4 separate regions of the Mus musculus genome follow, and all the other regions are linked to region 1. The links are chromatin contacts, called in public Hi-C, capture Hi-C and promoter capture Hi-C maps. All regions are on one chromosome and are shown on one strand. The core of a region is the stretch at or near the end of the contact, and the rest is flanking DNA. Distances in the headings are between cores, read along the strand shown.

What was found. Promoter capture Hi-C pulls out the DNA fragments that hold promoters and counts their contacts. A called contact is a pair of places that touch in the nucleus more often than the background predicts. Capture Hi-C pulls out chosen DNA fragments and counts their contacts.
Region 2: a capture Hi-C map of macrophages shows a contact between it and region 1, with 3 times the contacts expected there. The contact joins the promoter of Tmbim4 here to the promoter of BC048403 in region 1. A contact is called at or near these places in 3 of 39 promoter capture datasets (liver, neutrophils and pre-B cells) and 1 of 9 other capture datasets (macrophages).
Region 3: a Hi-C map of CD8 T cells shows a contact between it and region 1, with 6 times the contacts expected there. The contact joins the promoter of Usp15 here to the promoter of BC048403 in region 1. A contact is called at or near these places in 2 of 39 promoter capture datasets (the C10 cell line and pre-B cells), 2 of 484 Hi-C or Micro-C datasets (CD4 T cells and CD8 T cells), 2 of 115 datasets of contacts at active chromatin or transcription factors (pancreatic cancer cells and pro-B cells) and 1 of 9 other capture datasets (liver).
Region 4: a contact with region 1 is called in a promoter capture Hi-C map of pre-B cells, with 2.6 times the contacts expected there. The contact joins the promoter of Mon2 here to the promoter of BC048403 in region 1. A contact is called at or near these places in 2 of 39 promoter capture datasets (the C10 cell line and pre-B cells) and 2 of 484 Hi-C or Micro-C datasets (CD4 T cells and embryonic stem cells).

The regions. Positions count from the first base shown.
Region 1 is chr10:121,737,835-121,742,234 of GRCm38.p6, forward strand. It overlaps BC048403 (cDNA sequence BC048403), which reads left to right and starts at 2,096. Exons shown (of 3, transcript NM_173022.3): 1 at 2,096-2,376. The coding sequence starts at 2,142.
Region 2 is chr10:120,207,046-120,211,445 of GRCm38.p6, forward strand. Tmbim4 (transmembrane BAX inhibitor motif containing 4) reads left to right here and starts at 1,781. Exons shown (of 7, transcript NM_026617.3): 1 at 1,781-1,897. The coding sequence starts at 1,801.
Region 3 is chr10:123,194,599-123,198,998 of GRCm38.p6, forward strand. It overlaps Usp15 (ubiquitin specific peptidase 15), which reads right to left and starts at 2,421. Exons shown (of 22, transcript NM_027604.4): 1 at 2,229-2,421. The coding sequence starts at 2,317. Gm4129 (a long non-coding RNA gene) reads left to right here. Exons shown (of 3, transcript XR_003949042.1): 1 at 1-2,412.
Region 4 is chr10:123,074,050-123,078,449 of GRCm38.p6, forward strand. It overlaps Mon2 (MON2 homolog, regulator of endosome to Golgi trafficking), which reads right to left and starts at 2,456. Exons shown (of 36, transcript NM_001163024.1): 1 at 1,803-2,456. The coding sequence starts at 1,913.

The sequences.
Region 1 (4,400 bases), core at 846-3,345:
GATAAAGGGTAGAAACTTTCACTCAATAGACGAGTGATGCTCTGCTCCTCTGATCTAATGGACTCGGTGGTGTCTACAGTCAATACTGTAGTCAGTGTACACCTGCAATACTAACAGGCCCTGCTATCTGTAATCTAGACATGTCAAGCCAAGTTATAGTCATGACTGCAGTGCATAATAAGAGTACCTTCACACTATATATAGCAGCCCTTGAAATTTTGTTTGGGGGCTGTGGGGGCAGGGTTGGGAGGTGGGTCGGTCCATAAGTGACTGCTGTGCAAGGACCTAAAATCAGATCCTCCATAAAAGCTGGGCTTGAGACAAATGTTTGTAACCTGGGCTGTGGGTGGGTCAAGACTGTTGGATCCCTCGAGCTCATAGGCTAGCTAACCTAAACAATCTGTGGGCTCTAGGCTCAACGAGTGACCCGTGTTAAAGAAAAAGGGAGGGGAAAATTAAGAAAGACACCTGAAACAATAATATCCGGTCTCTACATGAAAGCACATACTGAGTATGTGCACTCAAACACACAGGCACACACTCATGTGAACACATGCCCCTACAACACACACACACACACACACACACACACACACACACACACACACACATTCCTGCTTGTTCCAGCCCCACTCACTCTGGCCCAAAGATTTATTTATTTATTATATGTAAGTACACTGTAGCTGTCTTCACACACACCAGAAGAGGGCGTCTGATCTCATTACAGATGGTTGTGAGCCACCATGTGGTTGCCGGGATTTGAACTCAGGACCTCCAGAAGAACAGTCAGTGCTCTTAACTGCTGAGCCATCTCTCCAGCCCACATAACAATATTTGAAACTTATTTTGGGTCTGGGTATCATTGACACACAGTAGGCAGAGGCCTCGGACTATTCAAGACCAACTCTCTCTACACAGACCCTTCAGCAGAAAGAAGTTTCACTTCATAAGGAGTATAGTAGTTAGCCTGCATTCTTTTGAATGGTTCAATTGGGTATAAAAATTGCATTTCATATTTCTCTTGAGACTAGTATGTACATAGCCTTTCAAACACGTGTTTTTGTGTGAGTATACCTGCGTGCTCATGTGGAAGTCAGGGGATAACGTGCAGGACTCAGCACTCCTCATGTAGGTTTCTAGCATCTGACTCAGAGCCTCAGGCAGGGCAGCGAGTGCCCCTACACAGTCATCTCAACAGGTCCATAACCTCTCGTTTTTACTGGTTAGAAAGAGATCTTGGCCCATTAAAACTTAAAACATTAGCCCTTTGTCTGGCATACCCTGTGACTATTTTTCCTAGGTTTGCATTATGTGAGAAGAAGGACTTTTAGGGACTGGGAAGAAAGCCAAAGGAAGATGAAGAGAGGAGTGTAAGAGAGAGAAGGAGAGATGGACATGGTCAAAGCATGATATATTCATGCGTGGAAATGTCCCAGTGAAACTCTCTAATTCGTACAATTTATACGTGAAATATTTCAAAGCACACTTGTGAGCTGAGATGGTTTAGTGTTCTTAAATGTCGTATGAACGTGTGAAGAAACTGCATGACAAAATGCACCGATTTCATGGGAAGTCATTCCTGACTCTGAGAACCCCCGCAAGGAAGCTTCATGGAGTTGGAGATGGATGGGCAACTCTGAAGAGAGTTGTAGCTCTGGAAGCTGACCGACTCATGCAGATCTGACTTAGCCAGGTATGTTAACTGATGGCGTGTGTCGGTTTGAAAACTAGGCGACTAGCTATGAACTCCTGTCTGGCTTCCATCTGACAACCTTGGTGGTGTAAGGGCTGATAAGGCTTCTGGCTCTGATGGACACGCAAGAGCTGACGTCAAGCCCGTGTGACGTCATCCGCGCTAAGGCGCTGGCCTCCAGGGGCCTCCGGAGGGCAGGAGACGTCCCGGGGCTGGAGGTGGCTCCGCTGCAGGTCTCTGGCTCTGGAAGCTCAGGTTCCTAGGCTTGGTAGCCACCTCCACCTTTCACCTCCGCCACGCCCTCTGCGAGCCCCGGGAGCATCCCGCCGCCAGCCGGCTCGCCCGCCCCGCCGCGGGCACGCGCACGCACGCAGCTGCGCACGCGCGTCCCCCTCAGAACCCGGAAGTGCGAGCGGAGCCACGTGGGTGGAGCTGGCGCGCAGGTCGCATGGGGGAGTCTATCCCGCTAGCCGCCCCGGTGCCGGTGGAACAGGCGGTGCTGGAGACGTTCTTCTCTCACCTGGGTATCTTCTCTTACGACAAGGCCAAGGACAATGTGGAGAAGGAACGAGAGGCCAACAAGAGCGCGGGGGGCAGCTGGCTGTCGCTGCTGGCGGCCTTGGCGCACCTGGCCGCGGCTGAGAAGGTCTATCACAGCCTCACCTACCTGGGGCAGAAACTAGGTACCTCCGCCCCGCCCCTGCCCCTGAGGAGGAAGGAAAGGGGGTGCGCTGCCTGGTCTGCTTGGCTTGGGTGCCTCGTCACTCCCAGCGGCAGGCTCCACTCTGCCCAGGTCTCCTCCCACCGGTGCCCCTTCTTCCCTAGTGTGCCGCAAGCTCCGCCCACCGGCCTGTGCCATCGCTGCCTAGGTGGACTGGGAGGATGCTCTTCCCTGGGCATGCTCCAAACCCCGTGGGTTTACGGTTTTGCACCGTGCATGGACTGGTTTCATAAATGACAAGTTAACCAAGTTCTGTGTCCCCGTTCTAACTCACTAGTTAGACCTCACTGCGGTCTGAGGAGCAAAAGCAGGCGATGGAAGCTAGGTGTGTTAATAAATGCTATTTTGTCTGGCCTCTTATACAGAGGGGCGTCCTGTCCCCTCTTCAGATCCTGGCCAGGAAGGGCAGGAATTATGCAAAACCTTAACTGGAGAAGCGTTAAGGGACAGGATAGTGAACACTGCTAGTCCTCATGTAAATTTTAACCCTCAAAATAAGATGCAGGACTACCACTACAAGAAACAGTCGGCTTCATAAAAGCCAAGGGCTGTGCATTCAAAGTATTACCTTTAATAATAATGACAAATGATAGCTGACTACCAAAAAATTGGAATAGGCAGTTGTAATACTTAGGTTTCTTCTTGACCCTTTAGTTATTACAAGTTGGAGGGCCTTTCGTGAGTGAAGGATACACATCTCTGGCATCAAAGAGAGTGAGAGTGTACGTTACATATAGAGTTGATCCCCTTCTATTGCCAGGTAGCTCGCTGAATACTGAACGTTTGGTAAACACTCTGGGCAAAGGACTTTCTGAGATGATAAGGCCTGTAGCTTTTCAAATGATTGTTACTTAGTTATTGGTAAAAAGTGGCCAGAGATTTTACTCTGTTTTTCTCTAATGGGCCCAAAGGTGCAATTGCTATTACAGGGTTACTGTCCTGTTTTCTACAGTGTAGTGAGTTGGGTATGCATTTTATGGGAGGTGGTGGGTCTCAAACCTGAACACACCTGCCTTGAATAACCAGATTGAGTGTGTGTGTGTGTGTGTGTGTGTGTGTGTATATATATATATATACATATATATGTATATATATCCTTTATTCAAAGCATGTACAAATATTATTTATATGATGACTATTCATGTATGCATTTGATATATATCATATATATGATACATTCTAGCAGTAATATCGAAGGTGGATAATATTCTGGCAGTTTGAGATGTTTTAGGCTTCCTCCCTATAAAAACAATGATTGACCCAGGTACCATGATTCTTAACTTTATTGTTGTTTGAGCCCATCCATAGGATTATCCTCCCCATATGTATGTATGTATGTATGTACCAGATATATAGAATGAGAAAGAGCAACTGGGTTTCCTAAAGTCCATATGTGGATCCCAGTAACTAACTAACTAACTAAGTCTGCACTAAGTTTGAATTGTATGCACCAGGATTTTGTGTAAAAAGAACTGGCCACCACGTCTACGAACCTGTACACGTCCTTTCCTGTCTCTGGCTTGGCTTCTGTGAAGTGGTCCTTATTGTATAAAGTGCTGAGTTCTGCTTGAACCTCAGCTGTCTTGTAGGGGAGCCTATCTCTCAGGTCATACCGTGAAACATGACTGGGGGCTCCAGGGCTGACCTCCCTTCTGAGTAAGTGTTCTAAAAATGACATGCTTAAGTCCTTTGTAACTTAAATGCTCAGGTAAATAGTCAGTATAAGTTTTGTCTTTGAATAGTGGTGCATGCATGATATTATGATTATCAGAGAATGGGAAAAATTATGATTTAAAGCAGTAACCATGTATTTTGGAATCCATACAAGTTTCTTTGTGAAGCAAAAATGAAACAATTATACATATTTTTAACATCTTTTGAAGCCTTGCTTGGGCATGGTGGTCCTTGTCCTCAGTCTGCCCACTCAGGAGCTAGAGGCAGGTGTGAGTTTGAGGCCATAGAGCAAGTTCCAAGCCAGCTGGGGTT
Region 2 (4,400 bases), core at 531-3,030, 1.5 Mb before region 1:
CGTGATCTCTGCAGTGTCCTAGGCAGCGCCTTCTAATTTGTGCTGGTCATAGCTATGTTACATATGTTACATCTGGTTTTCCCAGAGTGTGACATTGTCAAGCCTTTAGTTTTAGCCACTTGATGAATGCTTAGCAATGTTTCCTTTTGATATTTAGCTACATTTTTTTCTGATCATTAGTGAGAGTAAACATCTCTCCCTGTGCTTATTACCTAGTTGGCTTCATTCTATGCATACAGTGTTACCTGATCCAGTCTCTTGCCCCGTTTTCTATTAGCAGTTTGCTTTAGAGAGTAAGTCTGGATTTGTGGTCATTCTTTTTATGGTATGGGATGGGAACTTTATATAGATGTGTATATTAAAAATATTTCCCAGTCCATAGTTTGCTTTTACTCTTTTATAATGAAATTTACTCCTAGGTGTTCTCAATTTTATATAGTGTGTCAATCTTTGTAGATTAAATAATCTTTGCTTTCTTCAAATTATAAAGAGATTATTTTATATAACTTTAAGTTCTAATATTTTGTCTTTCACATAGGGGGCACAATCTAGCTAGAATTATTTTTTTCTGAATGAGATATTGGTGTTGTCTTTAGATAATAAAAAGATGGTTGCCAATTCTTCTCCAGTTTGCCTTCTATAATAAATACTATTCTTACCTTTATTGAAGTGAGTAACAACATGTTTAAAAAATAATAAAAAGCTAAGCATGTTTCATTCTTGTTATTGTGGAACATATCTGAAAAAAGTTTCCTGAAAATATTACATTTTTAGTTTTAGAATAGACAGTTCTTCAATATTTTGAATCCCACTTGCTGTCTTTGGGATGAGTCAAAGTAAACTCATAGAAATAATTACAAGTGGGCCGGTTGGTACGCCTTTAATCCCAGCACTCATGAGACAGAGGCAGGTGGATCTCTGAGTTCAAGACCAGTCTGGTCTACATAATGAGTCTCACGGCAGCTAGATGCATATTGAGACCCTTAAAACAATAAAGATAAATAAAGTTAGTGGTGTCCTGGAATATTTCTTTGGCGAGTCTACACCTCATGCTTGCAATAGTGTCATGACAGATGCATTTTGTTATCGCCACTTTCTCTGTCCTTCTTCCTTTGGTTTTGGTTTCGGTCACGAATTCTATATTTGGCATTCAGTGGTCTTGCCTTTGTTCATCTGTCCAGCCTCATTCTTTGGCACTTGTCCTGTACACCACCACGATGACTTTGCCCTCTCAATTCACAAACATCGAATCCGTGAAAACCTGAATTACGCCCATGGGGTGGGGGTGGGATGGGGGTGGGGGTGGATTCCTACTTGTCTTTCAAGATGAAGGATTATTTAACTTTAAAAGCAGGGGGGGGGGTCTGTTTTAAAAGAAATGGTCAATAAATGAAGGCCTAAATGTTGCTTTAAAATAATTTTACTTAAAAGTGCATTCCTGGACCAAGTATTGAAGTGAATTAATGAGAGGTTGTTGATTGATACCGTAATCTTTCTATCTTGTTTAGCACTCTTTCTGGAAGAGATTCTCTAGAGGCCTAGAGGAACTTTTAAAGAAAATCCTAGAAAAAACTCCCTTGCGATGACGTGGGAGAGAGCAATCTGTCTCCTACTAGAAAGCAACCTCCTCTCCTAGTGGAGACTTTTCCATGGGAGCGATCGACTGGTTCGGCGCTCGCTGCAGAGAGGCAGTTCGGCTAGTTCTGTCTGGCGGCCATCCCGGAAGTGGGTGAAGGCGGTTGTGGTCAGTGTAGGCTCCCACTTCGGCCGGGGCAGGTGCGGGCGGGCACTGCTGGCGACATGGCCGACACGGACCCGGGCTATCCCCGCTCGTCCATCGAGGATGACTTCAACTACGGCAGCTGCGTGGCGTCGGCCAGCGTGCACATCCGCATGGGTATGTGGCGGGGGTCAGGGGGACCAAGTGACCAGAGGGAGACATAGTTGTCTTCTAGAGGTGTGGGCCGGGTCGCCTAGGTCAGCGGTCCTCAACCTGAGGGTCGCAAGCGGGACCCTTTCACAGGGGGTCGCCTAAGGCCATCTGCACATCAGATATTTACATTACGATTCGTGACAGTAGCAAAATTACAGTTCTGGAGTAGGGACAGATATAATTGCATGTTTGGGGTCAGCACACCAGGAGGATCCATATCAAGCATTGGAAATCACGGGCTGATGCCCTCATTTATTTGTTCCCCGTGCTGAGACCTTACCATCCTAGTCATTACTGTCTCCCCGTGGGGTACAGAACTCGGCATACGTGTGTGTGATGACTGAGAAGTTTCCCAGACCGACGCATAAAGTCACGGCGACTCAAAGTTATTACTTTGAGTTTAGGCTGTTCGTTGACGCGTAACGAAGCGGAATTCACTGTCCACCAAAGGTCACTTTACAGAAATGGACCTGCCTGGGCAGCTCAAACCGGTTCTGGATTTAAAAAAAAAAAAAAAAAATGAAGGTGGTTCTGACGCATCTAGAATCTTGGTACTTACCTAGCCCGATATTCCTGTAATGAATTTTGAAATTATTTTGACAAGTGAGCTCAGCTTTTAAAATATATTCATTATGAAAAAGTACTGGTAGCCAAAAAATTGCTACCCTAGACACCTTTGAGGTACCAAGCAGTAATGTTTTGTCGCCCTGTGGTATTTCCTATCCAGCCAGAACTTAGTCATCTTTCAAAGCAAAAGTGAAATTGTATCCATAAGTAACTCGCCATTGCCAGCCTCCTCTGCCCTGGGCAACTCCCATTTCTTCAGTCTTTATGAAACGGTTAGAACTGCCTCAGTAAAAAAGAAATCATACATGTTAGCCGTTGTGACTGGCATGTTTCTATTAATGTCTTCAAAGCTCACCCATGTCATAGTGTATGTGTGTCCGACTGTCATTCTTCCTTTCTCTCAGGCCTAGTCCAGAATGCCACGTAGTTAAGATCATGTGTGTTGGGTGTTTTATTTATTTTTTTCCTCTTCAGATCTACATTATTCACTTGGTACTGCCGTGTGTACTTACGATTCCCCACCCCTATCCTCCGTGGCCGGATTGCTGACTAGCCCTTGCTATAGAAGCGTCCTCTGCTTTCTCTTTGTGCCTGAGTACTTTTCTTTCTTCAACTCAAGGTCGTTCTCTTGAATGCTCAAGCATTTGGGCAGTTATGGATAAAACTGTTTTGCAAACTCCCCTGGGTTTTGTGTGTGTGTGTGTGTGTGTATTTGTGTGTACATAGTTTCAACTCATTTAGATAAATACCTAGGCGCATGGTAGCTGGGTGGTACACAAGAGTGGACTTTGTACTGTAAGAAACCACTAGACTGTGACCCTGCATTCCTAGCAACAAAGAATGAATTCTTCTTCATCCATGCCATAATTTGGTGCAGTCATTAATTAATTTGGATTTGGGCAATTTTAATAGGTTTTCTCTCTTTCTTTTTTTTTTTTTTTGTTTTTTGTTTTGTTTGTTTTTGTTTGTTTGTTTTGTTTTGCTTTGCTTACCGGGTATATCTTTTGCAAATATTGTCTCCCAATCTGTGGCCTGTCCTTTCATTCCCTTGATAGTACCCATTTTGAAAAGTACTTTGTTGTTTGAGCATTTAGCACATGCACTTGATGTGCGTTGATCACATCTATCCCCCCCACCCCAGCCCCTCAGTTCCTCCTTATCCCTGCACTGCTTTTCCCTCTGAACTTCATGTGCTCCTTGTTAAAAACAAAACCCACTGAGTCCAGCAGGGCTGCCGCCATGAGCATGGTGGTAGGACATACAGCATGGGTAGCCACATAGTGTTGTAGAAGGAAACTGGCTCTCCCTGTCTTAGTCACTGCTCTATTGCTGTGAAAAGACACCATGACCATGGCAACTCTTACAAGGGAAAACATTTCATTGGGGACATGCTTACAGTTTGAGAGGCTCAGTCCACTATCATCATGGCGTGGAGCATGGCAGCGTGCAGGCAGGTGCTAGAGCAGTACCTGAGAGTTACACCCTGATCCATAGCAAAGAATGAGACAGACTCAGGGCTCATTCTGGGCTTTTGAAACCTCAAAGCCCACCCCTAGTGACACACTGCCTCCAACGAAGCCATGCCTCCTAATCCTTCTAATCCTTTCAAATAGTTCCATTCCCTGGTTACTAAGCATTTAAATATAAGAGCCTATAGGGGCCATTCATACTCACGCCACACCCCCAGGAGTCATCAACTGCTCATAGCTTCTCTGGTGATCCATTTGAATCCGTTTGAATCATGGCTTTTGGATTGCAGGATTTCATTTTTTTTTTAAGCCAATATTTCAAATTTATTCTTTGACAGTTCCATACATGTATACAGTGTATCCTGCCCAGCCCCACTCCCTCCAACAACCTTTTCTCACCTTCCTATCCATTTGTTTGTTTGTTTGTTTGT
Region 3 (4,400 bases), core at 1,171-3,670, 1.5 Mb after region 1:
TTTCAAAACTCTGTACGAAGATTTCCAGATTATGGTAAGCCTATCTCTTTTTTTCTTAGTAGCAGAATCAGCATGAAGAACTGTATTAAAAGGCAGCATCATTAGGAATGTTGAGAACCACTGATTTACACAAAATAGAAAATTAACAAGGAGGTAAAACTTGCATATTTAGCTGCTGCCTAAAAACTGGACTTAAGTTCTTTCTTGAAATTAAGGCATTGTAACAACCCAAGTATAGACTTAACTTGTACATTTTGACGTGGTTTACGGTAACTGTCAAGAAAAATATACTCGCTTAAAAATAACCAACTTTAAAAGTAGTTTAATATCCACAATACAGGTATTTCTTAAATCATATATTACCATGAACACCAATTATACGTGATATTACTCAACAGAAAAACATTAGTGAGAAAACTATCCACATTCTAAAAAATATTTCTATTTTATCGGTAGTCATATTTATATTTGTATGATACAATAAATGAGTGAATTGGTTTTTAAAAAATGTTCTTCAATATACCAGAGAGAAGAAGCTTGAATTTATCTGTTAAGATCGCACAGGCCAAGGGGAGCATAGGTGTTCTAGGGAATGCCCGATTTCTTCTCAGCAATAAACTCCGTAAGAAAAACAAAAGCAGACTATAAGCAATAATGACTTAAGCCTCTGCAAGGCTGTAATGCAACAAGTGTGTTTTCCATCATCAAGGTTCTTAATTACACAAAGTGTTTGCCGTCTTACAAACTAAGGATCCAAGAACTTCAATTCAGGTCCCCCAGCTGTCGCCTATTAGCTAACTCGAAAATGATTCCAACCCCACAGCACTTGTCTGGAATTAATGGCAGAAATAAAAAAGATCACTAAAACTTAGTATTTCATGAATACCAGATAGTTCAGAATATTTAGCTGAATTAATATAGAGCAAACACAATAACATCGTTATTGCTCTTTGAACAGATGGAGATGCGGAGGCTCAATGGCTTGGATGAATTTGCTTCCAAGTCACACTGCAAAGTATGAGGTGGACCTGTGAATAAATCAGGTCTAAGTCTCTTTCCACCGCGCCACACTGGAGTGCCTAACAAGCACTTGAGAACTGTGAATAAATCAGGTCTTAAGTCTCTTTCCACTAGCCACACTGGAGTACCTAACAGGCACTTGAGACGCTATAAACCACTAGTACGGAGACAGAAGGAAGGAAAAGTAACTTAGGAAGAAAGAAAGAAAGAAAGAAAGAACGAAAGAACACACAGGCACACTGCCCTTCCCCTAAAACAGAACTTTCCCTTTATTTAAATAATTCTGTAAGTTAACTGCTTTGGCTGACGAGTGTTAAATTTTGTACATGCTTCCTCTAGTTATTTAGGTACAGTACCCTCTTATTTTGGCATTTTACAAGTTTGAATATGAGCAAGCCTTTAAGCTTCAAGTGGACTTATCTACTTTCTGCAGGCCTACGTTATCCTTCAAACCGGAGGGAAGGGCTGCACTTCCAAACAGAAGCGCTGCCGGCTCCTATCGAGCCAGGAGCAAAGCACAGGACCACGTGGTGCCTCTCTCTCTCTCTCTCTCTCTCTCTCTCTCTCTCTCTCTCTCTCTCTCTCTCTCAAGAAAAAAAAATTAAAAAAACAAGGTCCCTACACCGCTCCCTCCTTTTTGACAAGGAAGTGGAAATTAGGGGTTTCCTTTTCAGCGGAGCCCTGACACACACCACCTGTGTGGTCCCCGCCGCAAACATCCTGAAGCCCGGCTCCCGGAAGACTACAAGGATCGGAATAATGGGGAACTTGGGTGCGGACGACGCCGGGGAAGGAGTGACCAGAGAAGCGCGGCGGGCGAGCGAGGAGGAGCGGCGCGACCGGGATCTGTCAAAAAAAAAAAAAAAAAAAAAAAAAAAAAAAAAAAAACCAGCGGCAGGCAGGCTCACGCCGAGCCACTGCACCCGGGCTCCGCCAAGGCCCCAAGTGGGAGCGGCACTGCCGGAGGGAGGAGGACCCGGAGCCCCGCGAGCCCCGGCCGCCGCTTCCGCGCAGCCCCGGGCGCGCACCGCCCACCGCGAGCCCCGGCCCTCTGCGCCGGTCCAACCTTTGCCCCCAAAATCTGCTGCCTGAGCGGCCGCCGCCGGACCTGTCCGCACCTGTCACCAGCCGGCGACACCAGCCCACCGCTCCCGCCCAGCTCTCCGCCAGCCTCGGGCCCCCGCGGGCCCCGCGACCCCGTTCCCTACCAGGTGTCCCCTTTCCGGAGCGAGGTTTTGAGCAGCGTCGCGATGTCAGAACGCTGGGTGTCCAGGTCCGCCGCTCCGCCTTCCGCCATCTTCTTCCACTAGCCGTAGCGGAGGCGGCGGCGACGGCGGCGGCACGCCCCGGAGCATTGTGGGAATGGCGTCCCCGGCCCCGCCCCGCCGGCAGGTCTGTACCAAATGGGGCGCGAGGGCGGGGGTCTGGGGGCGTGGCTCGGCGGGGAGCGCGGCGGGTGCGCGCCTGCGCCCTGCTGCCCCCTCGGGTCCCCGCACGCCCCGCAGCACGGCGTGGTCGCCGCCGCCGCCCCAGACCTCTGAGTTTGCACGGTTCTCACCGGGTGCCGCGCTTTCTCTCCCTGCCTTTGCCCTGCCCTGCTCGGACTCTCCTTGCCATGCTGGCCCTTTTCTTGCCGCAGCCGCCTCCAAACCCATGTTTTTGCGGGTTCACTCCTACTGGAGGGCGGGGCCGGCTGGGACATGGCAGAAAGCGCGCAGTTCCGTGACTTGGGGCTTTTCCTTTCCAGCCGCAGAGCCCAAGCCCACTGAATATTGGCACAAAGAGGGCTCTGAAACCAAAGGTTTGGGCGCAGTGCCCTTCCTAGGTTCTTCCCAGCTCTCCCATGCTTGCTGTCTGTAGGGACTTCTACCTTTCATAAGCTCTTTGTGACGCCTCCTAGCGCGCGTGGACACACACACACACACACACACACACACACACACACACACACACGTTAGCTGCAGTGCAAAACATGTCCCAGTTTCTAGGTGAACAAGCAGTTAAAGATGTATTGAATAAGGCCAGGTACTGAAGGGGGTTAGAAACGTGGGAGAAACCTCATGGGCGTCAAATTAGCATTCCCCTAGATTAAATTTCATGGTTGTATATGCCTAAAGTTAGACTCGATAATACAAGCTGCATTTGAAGGCAACAATTACAAACGGGGAAATTGAGCCTCTTAAAAATCAAATGCCAAGGTCACACGGCAACTGGAAGTGCAAGGTTATCGCACAGATTTCAAATCCCCAGTACTCAGTACCTCCATGAAAGGCTGAATTAAGATACAAACTCCGTAAAAGCTGCAACTAAGTTCTCTTTATAATTTGGCGTGTGAGTGTGCGTGTGTGTGCGTGTGTGTGCGTGTGTGTGTGTGTGTGTGTGTGTGTGTGTGTGTGTGTGCACTGCGGTTTAATGGTCTAGTACCATTCTACACCATTTGAGGCAAACGTTTCAAAATTAACTAAGGCAAAACTGCTGTTTCTAAGAATGAAGACGGCTACCTCAGTAGAACAGTAGGTGACAAGTTAAAGGATGGGCAATGGTCTCTCCATTTTTTAAGCCTCCTAGTTTTGGTGGGAAACTCAGTAAGGAAGGGGGTGCCTGCATTAGTGAGGACTGCTGGCCCATCCAAGAGAAAGCAGTGTTTCCCTGGTTAGGGTTTGTCAGCTTGACAGAAACTAAAGTCACTTGGAAAGAGGGGAACCTTAATTATGGGATTGCCTCCCTTAGAGTAGCCTGTGATGAGTCAGTGGAGCATTTTCTTGTTTAACGATCGGTGTGGTAAACCCACTGTGGGCAGGTGGTCCTGAGTTGTGTAAGAAAACAAGCTGAGCAAGCCATAAAAAGCAGTGTCCGTCCACGTACTCTGCTCTGGGTTCCTGTTGAGCTCTGGCTGTGACCTTCCCCTAGCGTAAGCCACCCAGACCCTTTCTTTCCTAAGTTGCCTTTGGTCAGAATGCTTTGTTGCAGCAATAGAAAACAACTAGCACAACCGGTGTGTATTGGCGTCATACTTGAGTGAGTCAGTATGTGACTGCTTGTTTCTGCGCAGTACTCTCTTTGTATTACTTCAGCCTCAATGAGTCTAAAAGTCATTTCCATTTACGGCTATTTCTTATGTTATTTGACCACTCCTGATTATAAAACCGAGTTTTCCTAACTATGGACATTCTCAGTTGTTATATATCCACACCCCCCATCCCCATCTTCTACCACTCTGTGAAGGAAAGCAAAGTAAGTTTTCAAAGAGAGACAACTTGGTATGCAAAGAATATGCTGTATCCTCATACATACATGGCTTCGGATCTCTAGCTGCCAACACTTAATCTGTAGTCTATTTACAAATTTAAATAGTATAATATTTATCTTAAAGGATTTTA
Region 4 (4,400 bases), core at 1,206-3,705, 1.3 Mb after region 1:
TCTAGAACTTTGTAACTTACCTGCTGGAAGAGTGGTTTTTCCCAATAAAAATACCACAGACGATATCAATTAAATTCCAAGGTTAAAGCACAGAAGCCAATAGCACAGAGGAGCCACAGCTCTTAACATGATTCACTAGGACTGGGAACAGCCACAGCTCTATAAATTACTGCTGAAATGACAGTAGGATTTGATGTTTTCTTTTTTCTTTTTTTTTTTCCTTTTTTTTTTTCTTTTTTTTTTTTTTCTTTTTTTTTTTTTTTTTGTTTGTTTTTCGAGACAGGGTTTCTCTGTGTAGCCCTGGCTGTCCTGGAACTCACTTTGTAGACCAGACTGGCGTTGAACTCAGAAATCCACCTGCCTCTGCCTCCCAAGTGCTGGGACTAAAGGTAACTGGAACAAACAGGTAAAAGCAAGGCACTCATGGAAAATTTCAAGATTCCTGACAAGTCTGCATTCTAAACTTTACTAGTCAAGTTCTAATTATAAAACTTCTTACAGTATTCATAAAGATAGTTGTAAGTAGAAAAATATGAACTCACTCTGTAACATTTAATAGCAAGTAGTATGATAAAATTTCAGGTATACTAAGTAAGCTATATTAACTAGGAAATAAAATTAACTATTTTTACATATCTTTGAACTACACTATTTTTAAAGTTTTTTTTTAGATGTATTCATTTTTGTTATATTTGTATGGGTGTTTTGCTTGTAGGTATGCCTGCACACCACATGTGTGCCTGGTGTCTTTGGAGACCAGAAGAAAGAGGTCAGATCCCTTGAAACTGGAATTACACAAGATTGTGAGCCACCATGTAGGTGCTGGGAATTGAACAAGGGACTTCTGGAAGAGCAGCAAGTGCTCTTAACTGCCGAGCCTGACCCCTGAACTACAATAGTTTAAAAATGTGAAAGGGCAGTTTTTAAAATATTTCAACAAAAATGGAATCTTAAAAGAAAAAAGTCAGGCATTAGTGACTAAACTCAATTTTTCAATTCAATATCTGGAAAATTTTATTAGCATACATTGAGCTCCCTGATACTCGTCCTGTGAGCCCCAGTCATCATCACCATCACCACCATCGGTTTTGGAAACAAGGTCTCTTTATGTACCCTGGTTGTCCTGGTGTCCACTCTCTAACTCACAGAGATCCACTCGCATCTGAGTATTGGAGCTAAAAGTTTGGCTACCACACCCGGTCTCCTATACTGGTACCACAATTTTCAGCTATTCTACAGCTGAAAAACAACAACAACAACAACAACAACAACAACAAATTATGCACCCAAGAGGCTATATATACTCAGATATATTTGTTTTGCAAAGCATCCTACTAGAATACTGCTTGTGCAGGGCTTAACATGGTTATCGTAGGCCTTGACCATTTGCTGTAATTTGGGGCTCTAGTTTATCACGACGATTAGATTTTTAGGTGGGCTGAATAACACAGACAAGAAGGAAATGTTCCCACACACTATGCCCACCTAAGTATGGAGAACGGATTCCGCTACAGCGGTGGATACTCATTCTTAGGAGCAATATACCTGACTCGAGTGTCACCAAACCGGCTCACTCATGGAACTTCGCTCCGAAATAAACATAACAAGAGAATGGAAGAAATCAAATCTCCTTGGAACTCTCAAAAGAATTCTACGAACAGCCTTTGCTGGGCAATCACCAAACTTAACTGGCGGAATGAAAATTAGTATAGGTGTTGGGGAATCGAGGAAAGCGGTCTACGAGGACCAGGGAGCGCTCGTGACGTTCCCCCCCCCCGCCCCTGACGTCGCCTGGGACCTACCTCCTTGACAGGTGGGAACTTCTTCTTGCATTCTAGTGACAAGGCCCGCAGGTCGCTCTGCATATTCTCCAGCAGCTTCTTCACAGCCTCGGGGCTGTTGGTGCAGGACATGGTCCCTCCAGGTCACCGCCGATCTGGGACCAGCACTACCAAGCAGGCACTGTCAGCAGCTTGCGCGGCCCGCAGCCAGCCGGCGGCTCCTCAGTCTTCCTTAGCCGGGGCCCAGGGCTCGGCGGGCGGGCGGGCGGGCGGGCGCACGGCCGGAGCCGGGCTGCGTCTCCCGAGGCGTGCCCGAGTTCCCCCCGGGCCGCCCCGCACCGCCGCCGGCCGCTCGCCGAAACCTGCCCGCAGCGGTGCAGCCCCACCAGGCTCCACCGGCGCCGGCTCAGGAGCCCACCAGACGGGCAGGTCCCTCCCGCTGCCGCGGGGCCTGGCCACGGCGGGCGTCACCGGCCGAGCTGGCCACAAGCTTCAGCGATGCCCGCCCCGGGTGCCCAGACCCGCCGACGCCATTAGCCCAGTCGCCCACAATTCCGAGCGCGGCCCGGACACGTCAGCCGCACTTCCGGACTCCGGGCCCCGCCCCCGCCCGGGCCAATCCGGAGGCGAGTCTCTGGAGGGGCGGGGCCGAGCGAGAAGCCCAGAACGAGCTCCAGCTGGGCAGTGCGGACCCCGCCCCCGCCGTCGACGCAGGTGGCCGGCACAGCTGCGCAGGCGCGTCCTGTTTTTTTTGGCTGGCTGGTAACCTGGGGATGATCGGAGGTGTCTCCCTACGTCTGTTTGTGATCCATTCTCTTCTGCTATAAATATTTGCTTTTTTTAAAAAATGAATTTGTCTTGTCCGTCACTTCTGCCTCCTTGATCCCCACCCCCCTGACTTAAAACACAAATCAGCGTCTTGCTCCTACCTCCCCGGCCTGGGGAACCTAAACGACAATCCTGCGGAGTTATCCAAATCGACTGACTTTGGTTTATTTAACTGCGGAGTCGTCCCTGATTTTCCTTATCTGTTAACAAGACTCCTCCTGCTCCCCGCCCCCTCCCCGCCTTCCACCGACAGATCCCTTTTATGTTTTTATTTTGCTTTGTTTTTGTTATCTCCCCGCCCCACCCACCCACCTCCCTGACTGTATACCTAGAACATACTAGGTAATTGACGCTCAAATAAGGAACCAATTCATTAGATCAGAAGTGCCAAATAAATGTAAGGCAAAAACTAACGTGAGCTTTTTCGATGTTCCAGGTGAGTCTATTTTTGCCCAAGACATTTCTCTGTTGTAATAAGCAGGAAGCAGAAATAATTTCAGCGTATTGTTCGGATGAGCAAAGCCAGCCTGTGTGGATTGAAGTTGGAAGAGGAGGAAGCTATGTCTGTGTTAAGCTATGTCTGTGAGACTGATTGGAACGTCTTGATTATGGGAAGATGGAATGTTGCAAGTCTAGAATCTAACTATCTTGGTTATCTTTTGCCCCCAGGTATCCACTTACTGTCATCTCTGTGTTTGACCTAACACCCTTGTCTTTTTTTTTTTTTTTTTTTTTTTTTTTTTTTTTTTTTGGAATGTGCCATCAGATTCCTAACTTCCAATGACTCAAAGGCGATCACTATCAGATAGTCCCTGAGGGGCGTGACAGAAAGTTTCCAGTTTTGCTGTAACTCACCTACCTGATGTTCTCAACCTCTGAGTGGAACTACCCTTTCACAGGGGTGGGTGGCCTAAGACCGTCAGATATTTATGCTATTGTTCATAACAGTAGCAAGATTACAGTTACGAAGTAGTATTGAAGATAATTTTCTGGTTGGGAGTCAGCACAACATGAGGAACTGTGTTAAATGGTGGCAGCGTTAGGAAGGCTGAGAACCCCTGCTCTAATGCATTTGTCAAATGCCTTAAGGGAGTCTTTGCTTTGTTATAAAAACTTTATGAAAATGCTACTGTGTTGGATGGTGGTGTTTGGGGGCAACCTGAATCTGTCTTCCTGAGCCTTGGTCCTTCATGTTGGGCTACAGAACAGATTAGGTCTTACTTTCTTTGAGTTGGGAGCTGTATTTTGAAGTTTTCTGAAATGATCTAATAACTGGGCTACTAACACAGATTCTAACACAATGTTTTGGGTTTATTATAGATAGCTTTGGCACAACTTACTGAAAATAATTTTCTTTCATCTTTGACACCTTTGTAGAGTTGAGGAATTCAAGTTGAAATTTTGTTTTGCTTTTGTTGTTGTTGTTGTTTTGTTTTGTTTTCTTTGAGACAGGGTCTCACTGTGTAGCTCTGGATGTCCTAAAACTCACTAGGTAGACCAGGCCAGCCTCAGACTCACAGAGCTCTGCCTGCCTCTGCCTCTGCCTCTCTGCCTCTGCCTTTGCCTCTGCCTCCTCTGCCTCTGCCTCTGCCTCTGCCTCTGCCTCTGCCTCTGCCTCTGCCTCTGCCTCTGCCTCTGCCTCTGCCTCTGCCTCTGCCTCTGCCTCTGCCTCTGCCTCTGCCTCTGCCTCTGCCTCTGCCTCTGCCTCTCCAGAGCTGAGAGGAAAGACGTGTGCTTCAAAGTGATGTTAGAAAATAAAGGCTCAAAAAAATAAAAAATAAAAAAAATAAG